Regions from separate parts of the Acanthopagrus latus genome. Here region 1 is linked to region 2. The links are chromatin contacts, called in public Hi-C maps. All regions are on one chromosome and are shown on one strand. The core of a region is the stretch at or near the end of the contact, and the rest is flanking DNA. Distances in the headings are between cores, read along the strand shown.

What was found. Hi-C and Micro-C count contacts between places; a contact is called where the count stands out from the background.
Region 1: a Hi-C map of liver shows a contact between it and region 2, with 2.5 times the contacts expected there. The contact joins the promoter of nlk2 here to the promoter of nlrx1 in region 2. A contact is called at or near these places in 2 of 4 Hi-C or Micro-C datasets (liver and muscle).

The regions. Positions count from the first base shown.
Region 1 is chr2:31,480,395-31,485,180 of fAcaLat1.1, forward strand. nlk2 (serine/threonine-protein kinase NLK) reads right to left here and starts at 2,344. Exons shown (of 11, transcript XM_037073572.1): 1 at 458-2,344. The coding sequence starts at 933.
Region 2 is chr2:31,342,133-31,346,795 of fAcaLat1.1, forward strand. nlrx1 (NLR family member X1) reads left to right here and starts at 2,010. Exons shown (of 13, transcript XM_037073543.1): 1 at 2,010-2,743. It overlaps LOC119005830 (a long non-coding RNA gene), which reads right to left and starts at 4,337. Exons shown (of 2, transcript XR_005070591.1): 1 at 4,202-4,337; 2 at 2,806-3,729.

The DNA.
Region 1 (4,786 bases), core at 1,094-3,593, 140 kb after region 2:
ATTTACACTCTATACACTAGATGACCACTGTCAACAAAAGGCTGTAGTATGTTACAGTGTTTGAACTGATGTAAGGATTGCTCAATACAATTTGCCAAGCTTTGGAAGTTAGTTATTCATCACATTAAACATGAAGTGCTTTACTCTTTATTGTTGTCCATTAAATTACATTAGTAGGAATTACTTTCAACTAATGTTGCAGTTTCAAATGCAGATATTTGAAACGTTAGATTAAATGAAAATTATAAGAAAAATAATCTATCTGGAAAAAAATCAACCACAACCACTGTAAAAGTTCATTTTTATACAGGCTATAGTGATTTACTGAAACAGCGCCTGCCTGAAATTAAGCTGCAACAATACAGTCTAGGTGTATGTGCATAGCTTTTCGTAAAATAGGCTAAAATATGCGTGAATACAAGTAATCTGTTCAGGAATTATAGTGCAGTACACTCACCAGACAACCCCAAATGCTCCATAGCCTATGGGCCTGTCAGGCTCTATATCCAGCTGCTGTTGTAGGTGGTGCGTGTGTTGCTGTTGATGATGCTGCTGCTGGTGATGGTGGTGATGGTGGTGAGCTTTGACAGAAGCGGCGGCTTGAACCTGGGCGGGAGCTGCAGCAGCGGCCGGCCCGGGGGCTTGTCCCGGGGCAGGAGAGGGGAAGTAGGGCTGCTGCTGGCCGGTGTTCAGCATCACCGCCGCAGCAGCAGCCGTGGAGGTCTGTTGTTGGACTGTGTGAACGGCGGCAGCGGAGCCCGGATGCTGCAAGAGATGCTGGCCCGCGTGGTGATGGTGGTGCATGTGGGGAGGCTGAAGGTGCTGGAGCTGGTGGTGGTGGTGCGGGAGATGGGCAGCCACTGCTGAGGACCCCCCGTTGTAAGCAGCCATCATTTTTGTAACATTTGTAGCCGTTGCGCCACACAGAGCCATTCAATGATGCTGAAATGCCTCTGCTCAGAACCTGCTTCTAATAGTGATGATGAGGGCTACCAGGTTGCAACACTACAACTAATTAAACTTTAAGAACACATATAGAAACAGATTGGTGGTCAGATGATCCAACAACAGCTACTTCGAATCTGTGGAGAGTGTAACTACTCTGGTGAGCCTCCTTAACATAATGCCAACAAGGATCTGACCCACTTCCTCTAAATTATTATTGTTGGCATCCACACCATTAGGCTACTGTAGCCTGGGGCTTATTAACATATCCTAACATAAGCATGTAAAAATGTAGCAATGACCACACGAGTTTAAAAATCAGTGAAGCCCTAATTGTGTTACTACCTACACAGATAAATCAAATGTATTTAATAGAAAATAACCCGCCCCCCGCCCCCCCCTTCAATAAATAAAAAAAAAAAGTCGGTGGCTCTAGATCTCCCTCATGATAGAGGTGGCGCTTCCTTCCTCCTGATGAAGTTCAGCTTCCCCGTCTTGATAAAACAGTGTGATCTAAAGCATGTCACGGAAGCAGCGCAATCATATTTTAAAAGTGTACAAGTTTGCTTAAAGCTCTGGTCCAGCACCGTTGCTCTTCCCACCACCGGTGCCCCACAAGACTTGGAAATCGCATCTATTACAAACCGAATCCTCCTTCGGATGCGTGCGCAGGCCGGACGGCTACTTTGTACATAAGGGTAATCTTCGTGCTGTAATTAACGCCGCTGATCCGGTGCAGAGGAGGTGTACCCCAGCCCAGGCCACAATACAACAGCGCACGCAGGCAGGCCCAGGCCTCGGCCATCCACTCCACTCACATATTACACCAATCCACTGAGCTACGCTCCTGATAAGAAATCCCCATCATTCTGACAGAGTGACGAGGCTTCGAACATGACTCAAAAAAACAAAAGACAAATCCTCACAGACGGCTAACGGACAATTTATTTCCCCCATCGACAGCCTTGTTTTTAGTATGTTTTACACTGTCCTCTCGCTGCTCATTAGCATACATCCAGAGAGATGAATAACAAACAAATAACGAAGTAAAAACAAAAAGTTAAATCCTTTTAATGCGGGAAAGTACCCTGCAGCCAGACGACAGAGAGAAGGCAGTTGTATTCAACCTGACAGATTGGAGCTAGCTAATCGGTGTCCGTGTCGCCAAATCAAAATAGTATTCCTTTCGTTCGTATCGGTGTCCGTCAACCTGCCTGCTGTCTGCGCAGAAAGAGGAAGCCACCCGGTTGAATCTTTACGCTTTAGGCCCACGGCGCTCCGTTGTCACTGACATGATAAAACTATTGGTTACCAGGCAAATAAAATAAGCAGTTTATCCAACATGGTGAACAAAACCTTTGCTACTCGGAGGTGAGATTATGCAGGACGACCAGCCAATCCGCTACCGCACCGCAATGACGTAATGGTAATCTCTTTGATTGTCACTGCGTGCAGCCAGTGGCGCGTGCTGCTGGGGTGACAGCAGGGCTGACAGCTGCTCTAAATGTCCAATGATATCCACACTGAAACAGTGGTAACAAACTGTTCACTTCAATTTAATAAAATATCTCCAATCAGGTTCTGATAGACTTGTGTGTGTCAGAAGAAGGAAACAGCGGTAGTAAGTTTGGATGAAAAAGGTCTACAGAATCATATTGCCAGGGGAGTCCCCTGGTGGAGGTTATTGACATAAATGAGTTTGTATTTATGCGGGCTACATGTTTATATCTGTGTGCAGTAATTAACAGGGCTGGATAATAATGCAGGCCTGGACTTTAACACCAGCGCGGTATATCATTGTAAACACAACTATGTAAGATTGAAGTGATTAGAATAAATCATATGGTCTGTGCAATAACTCATCTGTATTGTATTTTTATTTGATTTCATGCAATTGTTTCGTTAATACTGTTTTATTTCTGAGGTAAAGAAAAATGAAATTAAGCAATCCAGTGTCTTTGTGAGTGTATGAACGTAATTGGCGTGTGATGGAAATTGTCTAACATGCAAGAGGAACCAGTTAAAATCTTGCCCAGGGCACGAAATTGGTAAGTAACTGAAGGTTAGTGTGGTTGTTTTAAACTTGAGTAGGCTTGTTTCCAGTAAATGTTTTGTTCATTACAATAAATGTGCTCCTTAAAATTAAGTTGTATAGTTTTCTTTTTAGGCAAAAGCTTATTTGTTGAAAAACAATTAATTGCTCAACACAGATATATACAGATACATAGTTATAAAGGTTCACTCAAATGGGAACTCAAAATATTCAAGATCAAGATTCAAGATTCAAAGGTTTTATTTGTCACACACTCATACAGAATGTGCAGTGAAATGTTTTTGTGACATGTACTGTACTCCTGTGCTCAATTTAAGTACAAATAAAAATATAATGCAGTGTAAGTAAAATAAGATACAATAGAATATAATAATATAATAATATAATGTTCAGAGTGCAGAGTTCAGGGCTCTGATTGCCACAGGTAAAAAAAAACTGTTCCTCATCCTCTCTGTGCGTGTTCTATGACAGCGCAGGCGTCACAGTTTGTTGCAGTGGTGATGGGATCCTTGATAATCCTTCTGGCTCTGTTGGTGTCTAAGTCATGCAGAGGGGGAAGTGTGGTACCCATGGTCCGCTCAGCAGACCTCACCACCCTCTGCAGGGCTCGTCGGTCCCCACAGGAGCTTTTACCGTACCAGACAAATATGGCTCCAGTCAGTATACTCTGTACAGCAGCAGAGTAGAAGGAAAACAGGATCCGTTGGGAGACCTTGAATCTGCTCATCTGTCTAAGGTGATAAAGGCGCTGTCTTGCCTTTTTCACCACAGTGTCCAATGTGTACAGTCCATGATAAATCCTCGGAAATGTGTATTCTGATGTATTTAAAACTGCTCACTCTCTCCAGTGGTGTTCCGTCTATCAAGAGAGGGTTGTAGGTCCTGCAACGTTGTGGGCGGAAATCCACCACCATCTCCTTGGTCTTCTCCCCATTGAGTAGTAGGCTGTTGTCCTTGCACCACGTTGTCACACATTAAAAATGTTAACTGCACCAGCATTAGTCTATGCACATCAGATAATTGGATGAACATTAAATAAAGAATAAGAAACCAAAGTATTCTGGAGTCAATTCCTTAACTTTTTGCAAGATTTTTCAACTCAACTTCTAAAAAAGCATTATAGAAATCCTGAAATTCAGTTATTGCTTTTGGTTTTAGTGTGTCACCCCAAGATCTTAAGTGGACACATCTGGCCACCCCTATGAAACATTTCTGGATGCTCAACTGTGTAATTTCAATAAAAATAATCAAATACATTTATGATCACCACCAGTCAGTCACTGCGAATCACTTGTCACTCTTTATGTTAAGCTAGTATTTAGCTGATGTTTTCTTGGTAGACCCAGGAACATTAACCAGTGTTTTCATTGGTGTTGCTGAGCTGGCAGGGTAATGTTCCCCTCAGAAATAGATTTTGAGAACATTTCATGTAGTGTAATTGTTCCTGCCAGAGCAGATGTTAGGTTTTGTTCATGATTTGAACAAAGTCTTCACTTAAATCTTTTCTAAATGTAATAGTACCAAAAATTCATGCACAGATTTAGATTGACTGAGGAATTGCTGCATCAGCAAAGCATTTAGAAAGTAAGTTAAAAGCAAGTAAAGGGATAAATGACTTTCTAAATAGATATTATAAAAACACAAAAACAGCATTGACCATGCTGTTCACCAGTAGATGATTTTTATACATATATTCTTCCTCCCATAATACTTCCTCTGATATTACCTTCCTCAGATTCTCTTCTCAAAGGGTCTTTAGAGGGTGCATCCCAATTATCTTACTTCTAC
Region 2 (4,663 bases), core at 760-3,259:
CCGTTCAGTGTGACGTTTGTCCTGAGGCAGTTCAGTGTGACAAGTTTTTTTTCTCAGGCCTTTTGGTCCGATGACTATTTTTCATGTGGCTGTTTGGTGCGAGTGTGACAGAGCTTTTCCTGAGACCTAATACCTTTTCATCTGAGGTCTGACGCTGAAGCCTGATCCTGAGGATGTCCTAAATGTGTCCCACGTCAGGGTCTGCACACTTCAAGGACCCGCCTTTTGCGGTCTCACCGAATGAGTCTACTTCGGTGCGCCCTGCAGGCCGCGTCAACTTTTGTTAAACGGGACGGTCTACCCTTCCTTCGCCTCTACTCGTACGTTACAGTTTCTGCAGCCCAGGTCCGTCAAAGTAACAAGAAGAGTAAAGTTTGACTGTCAGATCTGTTTGAGATTTCCTTTTTAATCCTCCTGCTTGTGGAGGAAGAGGAGAAGCGGCTCTGGTTTATCTCGGGCTGAGAGGACCGTGGAGAGGTAAATCTGTTATTGAACTCACAGTAATGTTATCAATATTATCATTATTTGCTAGCTAACAGTTGGGGGAAATTAACATAGCGATACATTACGTTAATGCTGACACACTGCATAACACACTGATCGCCACTTAACTTAGGGTTTTATTTAAATTTTAAAGGCATTATTCCTATTTAAAATGTTTGGTAGTTTTGTTTGTTGTAATGATTTATTATTATTATATTATGAAATTGCCTCTTTCTTAAATCATTCTCAGTGACATGGCAGCCGTGGATGGAGTCAGAACTGCAAACCCAGTTGATGGACGCTGTGATGGACAGAGGACACTGGACCCCCAAACACCCTGAGTACCGACCCAGATGATGTCCCACTGACACCATCCAGCCCAGCAGGGACTCCTGCTCAGCCTGTTACTGTACATCTATATTTGAAGTAACAACAGTAAAGGGAGGGAGAAGATCAAACGAACTATGTGCATTTTTACAAGATGAACGATGACATCCTAATCTGGAGAGAAGAGTGAAAGTGAAGATCGAGACTCAGCAGCTTCAGGTTATCGGTAAAGTACCAGTGGAATCTAGAAAGAAGTCAGAGAATTAACGGATCAACAGAGTAAACAGCAGCTATCCGGGTTCAAATCCACAAAGCGAGCGGCCGCGGTGTCGCTCCTGCTGCCCCAGCCAGCCCCCGACACACCGGCCTGCCGCCTGCACAGCTGCTCGGGAGGGGAGAGACCCCGGTGCTGCTGCAGAGGAGCCATGGACTGTGATGACTCTGAGCAGCATGAGAATTACAATATAATACATTGCTCGTCTTTCCCCTGATGATCTGAATAAGTCGCTAAATTTGTCACTAGTCGCTTTTCAGAAATAAAGTCGCTAAGAGGGTCTGAAAAGTCACTAAATCTAGCAAGAAAGTTGCCAAGTTGGCAACACTGTGTGTGCGTCTCCGTCTCCCTCACTCCCGCCCTCATGTTTGTCATTGGTTTGCTTCAGCTGTCGATCCACAGCAAGCATGAAATGAGGTTTGTAGTTGGCTGGCCTTAGCGGTGCATTCAAGGGCAATCGTAAAAATGATGTTTGTTGTGACTGCCCGAGCTGTACATGCAGGGCGAGCGGGGAAATCTACATCGTTTCTTTTTCGATATTAATATCTTGAATGTTCATATCTAGAAATAGATACGATAACGATATATCGTTCAGCCCCCCCCTCTCTCTCTCTCTCTCTCTCTCTCTCTCTCTCTCTCTCTCTCTCTCTATATATATATATATATATATATATATATATATATATATATATATATATATATATATATATATATATATATATACACACTTTACAGTGTTACAGTCTGGAAATAAAGCAGGGATCACAGCCTGATCTGAATCTGTTCATCTTGGTCCATTTATGTAAACCGAGTCTCTAACATCTCCACAGTCACAATTAGATATAAAATACAAGTCAACCTCTGAACGTCTAACGTTTGAATGTGAAGCTTTTAAGATTTTACTTCCAAAGGCATCAAGCTGAGCATTACCAACGTATTTTACCTTTAAGTTTAATATATCTGGCGTTGGATGTTTAAAGGAGTAAAGTATAGACCCAATACTTCCTCTCTTCGGGTGCGCAATGAATCTTGGGATATGTGAGACCACAAAGTGTAGTAAGCAGTGCACACTCCAAAAAGAGGTAAAAGGAGTGCGCATCTGTGGGGTGCATTATGAGAACACTTTGAATTGGTACACCCTTCGCCGCGGCATAGTGACGTAATCGCACTTCAAATTCGCACTCAAAGTGTGCAGACCCTGAATTGGGACACAGCCGTTCTCGCCACCGCGAGAGGGGGCGTTCAGACGGCAAGTGAATGGCGCATGCGCGAAGCTGCCGCTGGCTGTAATTCTAAAATAAATCACTACACTTAAATAAGTTCATTTTTAGTTTTAGACATATTTAGAGTGTTTTTTTTTAAACTATTTTTTGTCTCTCCTTTATTTCTCTCTCCTCTAACGCCCATTACAATTGCATTCACATGGCCAATTATGCAAATTCGGTGATGACGTCAAAAACCGACTTCTGGCGACTTTTAGGACAGCCAATACCGACTTTCCTCACTGAGGAGTAAGCAACAGTGGCAAGCGGAACATAACATAACATGGAACATAGAGTATAGCTGTCAGCGAAGAAGTGAAAACAATGAATTAAAGTCAGTTAGTTAACCTCAGAATATGGACACAGCGACCGGAGACAAGGACGAATGAATACTTTGGTAAGCAGCTGTAGTTTTATTTTCAATGACATGGCTTTTTTTTCAAGTGTTTTATCTGCGATAACTCTATTTCTAACTTAATGGCGACGTTGTATGTGACGCTAGCTGGCACGTTAAAGTAACTTTGGCTGATTGCTGTAAAATAGCAATATGGCTACATGGCTTTCTGCCCATCCTTCAACAGTCCGCAATGAGGGAGAGCAGTCCTTCTAGCTTTATTATTCCTCATACCTCCGGACCTTGCCAATAGAATAGAAAATGCTTTTGTGTCACTAATGATCTGTACTCCCCAAAGAATCTGATCATTCTTTAAAAGATTATTCCACCAAATTGTTTGTGAAAATGGAAGGTTAGTTGACAAGTGACACTGGTTCAAACAAAACAGTTCAGTCAAGAGTTATGGTTGAAAATTAGATGTCACCCCTGCAAAGTCACTAACAAGCCAAAGTACCTATTTAGACACTGTTCAATGTACCACACAATATTAAATAAAGCCAGTTTTATCAGTATGCCCCCCCCCCAAAAAAAAGATGGAAGAAAGAAAGAGCCACAGAGGAGGATTCCTCTCCCTGGACAGACAGACATACAATAGAAGTTGCATGTCCAGCACAGAAAAACAAAATCACAGTTTACAAGTTGCTTTGATAGAATATCTGATACAAATTACAATATATGTAAAGTGTGTGGATCCAGGAGACGATTGAGCCGGACAAAGCATCACCAAGTGGTGCCCAAGCCACACAAGCTCCTGTCCACCCTGGTGACTTGGAAGAGGGCAAGACACACAAGATAGTTGGCGGTAAAACAGAGAAGGTCAGAGTGAAGTGTCATTAAATTTTACAGAAATAGAGATATAAGGAGATAGTGAAACAGAGGATGATCCAATGATCCAGTGGAGCCCACAGTGTGACGATCCACATCCATCAGTATGTGAGGCAGCAGGAGAGGCAGATGGTCCCAGGGGGCAGTGGTCCATCAGAAGGGAGCTTGAAAAAGAGGAAAAGAGAGGAGGAGGAGGAGAAAAGAAAGATCATTTCTTTGATGTGCTGATCGAAAGAGAGGGTAAAATCAAATGTAATACCAAGATTCCTGACAATTGCATTTTGAGAAATAACACAGTTATCAAGAGTTACGATCACTTGATCAAAGTGGCGTCTGTGTCAAGTGGGGGCCAATGACCAGCATCTCAGTTTTATCTGTATTCAGGTTTATTTGGCCAAAATAATCTTGGTAGAGACAGGTGCAACAGAATCTAGGAAAGAAATAGGTCCTCAGTTAACTTCATTAGTGAACATTTCCACAGGTTCTGTCACTGTTGCAAGATGATCCAAGACCCCAGGCAATTTTTCATAGTGTCGCTATGATTGCACAGCTGATATGACGGGAAGTAAAATATTTGTGCCACAAGTGCAAGGACAGGCTAATGAAGCTTCAAATGTGATAAGAAGGTTGTCTGACCTGCGGAAGAGACAGAAGTGACATTCAGGGTTGACACATCTAATCCATGGGAAAGTCCAGAGTGATACCACTGGAATGAGTAGGTTCGTGAACCAGATGAATGAAGCCAGAAATATGACAAAGTGCCAGAAAGGCTTTACTTATAGGGTAAGAGGGCTTATTTAAGTGGAAATATAATAATACAATAATTAAAATCTTATCTGGACGAGTAGCAATATCTGCAATAAATTCATCAAATTCTTCTAAGAATTGAGAGTAAGGCCCTGGAGGTCTGTAGATTACCACCAGGTGAAATCCTGTTCCCTGGACAAGACTGTTACAACTTGATGAAGATGGTTTTAAAACCAGAGCCTCAAATGAAGTAAATTAAATATCCTGGTTGAAGGTTTGTCTAAAAATAGATTTGTAGATTAGGTCAACACCTTCCCCCTGTTTAGAGGCCTGAGCAACATGGGCGTAATT